Regions from separate parts of the Sus scrofa genome. Here region 2 is linked to region 1. Evidence: chromatin contacts called from public promoter capture Hi-C data. All regions are on one chromosome and are shown on one strand. Each heading gives the region's core, a stretch centred on a gene start, on an enhancer-like site or on the middle of the called end of the contact. The rest is flanking DNA. Distances are from core to core; before and after follow the strand shown.

Region 1 (2,885 bases), core at 276-2,775:
TGCTTGTCTCCTTTAAGGGCTCACCTGATTAGGTAAGGCCCACCCAGGATAATCACCCTTTCAGTTAGCTTGACATTAACTGATTAGGGATCTTAGTTAAGTCTGCAGATTACTTCACCTTACAAGGTAACATCATCACAGGAGTGAACACCTATCATATTCCTGCCCATTCTCAGGAGAGGGGACTGTTCAGAACGTGTATATCAGGAGGTTGGAATCTTGGAACCATCTGAGAAATCTGCCTACCACTTGTCCAGAGACTGTTTATTGTATGTTGGGCACCAAATCTTGACTGTTGATTGGCTAGAAGCTCTATAAAAGTAGTAATTTTTAGGAATCTCTAATTAGGTATATAAATCATAACTTTTTTGAGAAATGCCATTAAGCAGAATAAAATATCTAACCTGTTCTTTCTGAATTTAGAATCAGGGGGTGATGGAAAGCCTCAGAGTTCACTCATCCAGTTACCTGCACTCCTTGGGCAGATGAGAAAATGGTCTCAGTAGAAGCAGCTTCCCAAGGTCATGGAGCAGAGGAAGGCTGGGACTCTGCTGGCCCTTTCTATCATTTCTTTTCCTGTGTGTCTTAAGTTTTTCTAAAAGATGACCTTCAAGTACTCTTATTAATCCAGGAGCTCATTGATTTGAATGAACATTTTTCCTGTTTTCCATTATTGTCTTGAACTGGAACATTTTTCTTCTAAGGTATTTATAAATTCATTACTAAATGAGATGAAATCTTGGATAAAATGGGCTTTGGATGGTTGTTTATTTGTGTAATCTTCATAATTTTCATGGTGACTTATGCAGTCAAGGAATTGTTCCACTGAGAGTGGGTAGAGGAAACAAAGTTTTTGATTAAACTGTCTCACCAAAAAACAAAAAACCATTTTAGTGATGGGCTGTTGGATTGATAATCATTATGCAACTTCCCATGCTTTTTTCCATATTCAGTGATACTTGATAGCTTAAAAAAAAAAAAAACAGAGTTCCTGTTGTGGCTCAGTGAGTTAATAACCTGACTAGTATCCTTAAGGATGTGTGGATTCAATCCCTGGCCTGGCTCGCTCACTGGATTAAAGGATCTGGCATTGCCATGAGCTGTGGTGTAGGCCGGTAGCTGCAGCCTGATTCAGTCCCTAGCCTGGCAACTTCCACATGCCACAGGTGTGGTGGTAAAGAGGAAAAAAAAAGGAAAAAAAAAAAAAAACAAACCCAACCTATTTAAGTATAAAAATGATTGAGTATTTTCTCCACTTCTTCCTCTGGAGTAGAATGTTCCCATCCACACGGCTGTGTATTTCTCTAACGGCTTGTGTTCAGGCTTCCCTCTCCAGACTGCCCACTGCTAAATGACATCACAAGTGGATAGACTCACCCTTAGTTTGAAAAGTGACTGTCCCCAAATCAGAAGCTAATTTTTGTCCCGGCATGGAGACCGTAGACGTGTCAGATAGGAGCAGAATGTCCTCAGCCAGCATGTGTAGCTGAACAGTGTGTGGCTTAGCCCAGCCTCAGAACTGCCTGCTTTGGGCAGAAGCAAGGGACTAATTGCCAATTTGGATCCAAGCACACATCTTTGGCATTTGTCAAGGCACACTGGTGGGTGAAATCCAACTGAGCAAACAGTTCAACCATGGGCGATTTCCAAGTCTCGTCTCTTGCAACTTCTAACCTCACAGCCCTTGGTTATAAGCACAGAAAAAGATATCTCTTCCCCTCTTGTGAGAATGGCTGAACCATTTTGTCCCTGCTTACACTGTGAAGCCTCTTTTCATTGACCATATATATCCCTGCGTCACACCCTCCTGGGCCCCGGACCATGGGGTTTGTGTTTCACAAGCCACCTGGTATGAAACTCATTTGTACTTTAGTTTGGGGATTTGTTACATCTCCATTGGAAAGAAGGTTCTTTGAAGTTAGGGCCGGTGACTTCCTGGTGATCTTTTTTTTTTTTTTTTGCTTTTTAGGGCCGCACCCATGGCATATGGAGGTTCCCAGGCTAGGGGTCCAGTCAGAGCTACAGCTGCCGGCCTGCACCCCAGCCACAGCAACACAGGATCTGAGCTGCATCTGTGGCCTGCACCACAGCTCACAGCAATGCCACATCCTTAACCCACTGATGGAGGCCAGGGATCGAACCCACATCCTCATGGATCCTAGTCGGATTCGTTTCCACTGAGCCACAAAGGGAACTCCATGGTGATCACCTTTATGTCTTTTACATACCATAGTAATTCCTCATCTGTGGGCCTCAGACCTCTGGTGACAACGAGATATTTCAGCGTCTGCATTTCTCTATGTGTACCCAGTGTATACTTATATATGTGCGACTCTTTTTCAAATGTCTGTAGATGCCCTTGAGGCGAATAACGCACACTTTTTTTTTTTTTTTTAACGGTACACTGACTTCATTATAATTTGGTTCTTTTCCTAATCAGTACTTACTAAGACCACAATAAAAGGCACCCTCATGCTTGCATACTGAGAGCCACTGCCCTTCAGCCTCTAGCAAGGTGTGTTGCATTTTGAGGTATTTGGTGTATTTCCCAATTGCAGATCTTCTGACATGTTTCTTCTGTGTGGTATGTAAAGAAAACTGACAGGGCTTCTGTGTAGCACTAATACGTTTTTCAGTCCTTTATTTCTCTGAATGAATGTCTGATTAACATTCACCCCCAGGGCTAGATTGGAAGCGGGTGATCCCCAGCCTAACTTGGTAGGTTCAATTCATATGTTAATAGTCAAAGGCTTTGTGATCACAACTGGCAAGTGGTTTTAGGACCACTCTTTAATATGTAGACAATTTTCTGCTTTTTAGAAGTTGGGAATTCCTGTAGTAAGTAATGTGATCCCCGAAGGTCTGCAGTCTGAAGACACAATTTA
Region 2 (2,885 bases), core at 191-2,690, 230 kb before region 1:
CCGGTCTCTGCTGCTGAGGGGCGGGGGCGGACTTGGGCTAATTTCCTTTCCTCTCTAGGCCTGAAGGGCATAGGCTTGAACTTGAAGGCTTTCCAGTTCAGAGCCTGAGTTTTCCCAAAGTGGGTTAAACTGCGGCCCCCGAATGTCCCGTCCACGGGCTGCATAGATAGATCTTGGAGTGCAGCGATACAGCACCAAGGCTGAGCACTTTCATGGATTTGTAGGGATTCCTCAGTGGCAGTATTGTTTTTCTGTTGGAAAGGAGTGACGTTATTGTTGGCCTCTAGGTTGGTCTCAGAGAAACTGTTCATGGGAGAAGTTTGGTGCAAACGTCAGAAACCCCTCCTCCACAAGGCATCTTTCTCCCACCACTCATTCCTTCCGACCCCACTCTAGTCTGCGCTCAGGGTCCCATTATACACCCTTCTGCACACACCTGGTAGATTTCCCCCCTGGCGCTCCTCATGTTTGAAGGGACATTTCGGGGGGATTCTTTAATGGGTGCCTGTCCACCTCGCTGTGCACTAAGCTCTATGAAAGCTGGGGTCTGGGCTTTTTTATTCACTGCCGTCCCCAGGCTAACTATAAGATCTTGTGGGTACTCAATAGATTCATGATGCCAAAGGAGAAAATAATGCCATCCCCAACCGCATAGAGTCCTCTTGCGAAGAATAGGGACTTTCCGGGTGTGAGTTTGCTGTTTGCAGAAGGACTGCACTCCGGAGGTTTGGGGAAGAGGGTGAGTTAGGAGGAGCCATTATTTAATAGCTACTATTAAATTACTTTTAGCAAAATCCATCTGAAAAAGATAGTAGGTGAGGCTGTGTGTTTGTGTAGTAGAGCAAGAGGTCTCAAAGTATGGCCCTCAGACCAGCAGCACCAGCATCATCTGGGAAGTTGTTAGATGTACAGATGCTTCGGCAGTACCACAGACCTACCCATTCAGAGACTGTCCAGCAGTCTGTGATTCCATAAATCCTCCAGGCGATTGGGATGCAGGGTCAAGTTTGATATCCACTGCATTGATGAAGAGCAACCCTAATGATGCTTTGGGGATGCTATTCACAGTGCCTGGGGCAGGCACTGATGACTATTTACTGAGTATCCATTATTAGAACCTTGCTTCTCTAAATTCGAACTATATTTAATATTCCTGGAAGTGAAGAAGAAATTATGCTTTCCCCTCCTGCAGGTATGTTTCTTCCTTGAGGTGATGCTGCTGTGATTTTCACATCAAGGAATGGTGTGTGTGTGTGGGGGGCATATGCCTGGGGTTCTAGATAAGGAGGCAGAAGGAAGGTCTCGCCTACATGTTGCAGCTGGATGGGCGTGGGCAGCTCTCATCTGAGGACATTTTCCTCAGATAAGGGAATGCAGGCATGTGGGAGAAAAGACTAGACAGGGATAATGTTACCCAACTTCCTTTTGCTGCAGACAGACGCCGAGCCATATGGAGGGGATACCAGGCTGCGTCGCATTGGGTCTCTGGCCTGCACTGCTTCTCTGCCATCTTCTCAGATGGTCAGGGGACCAGGCGTTCGCGATGCCCGGAAGCTTCTGCCTGCAGGGGTCGCACTAGGCGCGCGGCCCGCCCCCTCCTTCCCGGCCCCCGCCCCCGGCCCCGCCTTTCTCGGGATCGGCCCCCGGCGGGTCCGGCCCCTCCAGCCTCTCCGCGCAGCCGCCGCCAAAGCCTGGAGAAGTGGAATCTCGCCGGCGCAGCTCCCTGAGCGGGACTCGCGGAGCGGCACTGGGCATGCTCAGTTGCCGGAGCCCGTCTTGGTCTCAAGTAGGAAGCTCGTGCGCTGCACCCGCAGCTGATCGTGGCGCTCCGGGCAGGGCGAGACTGGAGCAGAGCTGCCGGGTGCCGGAGCCGAGGAGAGCGCCGCGCGCACCACCGGTGAGCCCCGCTTTCTTCCTTGCTTTTGCTCTGGACTCCTGGGCGGCCCGGGAGTGCTGGCGGGAGACCTGGGCAGCGGCAGCGGCGTGCGGCAAGTAGCCCGGGCGGCTGCTCCTCTCCTCCCGGCCCCCGAGGTCTGCGCGGCTGCTGCCGTCTGCCCGCTCAGCCGCAGCCACAGCTGCAGCAGCTGCCACGCATCTGCAGCGGGCGTCCGCTGCGGAGTCCCGTGCGCCCTGCGCCCGCGCCGCAGGGCCGGGTGGCACGGTGACTGCGGGCTCACTCCTTGACTCCATCACTCCCGCTTCTCGGCGCCCCCTTTCCCTCCGCAGCCGGGGGCTTGGCAGGGCCTGGGCGGGGAGACAGGATTGGAGGGGCTGCGCCGGGGTGGGGGCTGCGGAAGGGAAAAGTGAGGGTGGGCGCCGGCGGGGAAGAGCGCACACCCCCTTGCCCTGGCACTGGCCTCCGCTGTGCGGCTGGGCTCTTCCTCCCCGGGCGGCAGTGCGCTCCTGCGGGGGAGTTGAAGACCCGGCTGGCTTTTCTAGGGGTTCAGAGCTTAGCCGCTGCAAGATCAAGGGGGAAAAGTTCATTTCCCCTTCAGAGGCAGGGAGCGTTTTAACTAGAAAATGGCTGTGCGAAGGGGACCGAATCAGGAATCCCCTCTGCTGCCCGCCGGGCGGAATGGAGGGTTGAACGCTAGAAATGACATTTGTGCGATGAAAACATTGCTGGGCGGAGGGAGGGATGCGGAGTCCCACAGAAACAATGAAAGGTGATCTTGACGTCGGCTGAGAGATCTAGAACCGAGAGGTCGGGGACGAAGAGCCAAGGGGGCTTGGGACTTGAATTTAAACAAATAGTAAATTGGAGAAATCAGATCTAGAGTTGTGGCCGATTTGTAGTCAAGTTCTGCGCAGTTTAGAGCCACAACTGTTACAGAGGGTTTGTGATGGATTGAGTGGCCGGGGAGGGCCAACGTTAAGAGGAGAAT

Evidence for each region. Promoter capture Hi-C pulls out the DNA fragments that hold promoters and counts their contacts.
Region 2: a contact with region 1 is called in a promoter capture Hi-C map of liver, with 5 times the contacts expected there. The contact joins the promoter of APBB2 here to the enhancer-like site in region 1. A contact is called at or near these places in 2 of 5 promoter capture datasets (fetal liver and liver), 5 of 47 Hi-C or Micro-C datasets (embryonic fibroblasts, liver, retroperitoneal adipose tissue and 1 more) and 1 of 2 datasets of contacts at active chromatin or transcription factors (skeletal muscle).

What each region holds. Positions count from the first base shown.
Region 1 is chr8:32,068,016-32,070,900 of Sscrofa11.1, reverse strand. All of the region lies in intron 7 of APBB2 (amyloid beta A4 precursor protein-binding family B member 2), which reads left to right. Among named protein-coding and RNA genes, the nearest start is that of APBB2, 230 kb to the left of the region's middle. Within about 2 kb of position 1,525, at least 5 of the 83 cell types and tissues checked have an H3K27ac peak or open chromatin away from gene starts, as enhancers often do. A contact at or near this core is called in liver and skeletal muscle, where this site is marked.
Region 2 is chr8:32,300,792-32,303,676 of Sscrofa11.1, reverse strand. It overlaps APBB2 (amyloid beta A4 precursor protein-binding family B member 2), which reads left to right and starts at 1,440. Exons shown (of 18, transcript XM_021101154.1): 1 at 1,440-1,897.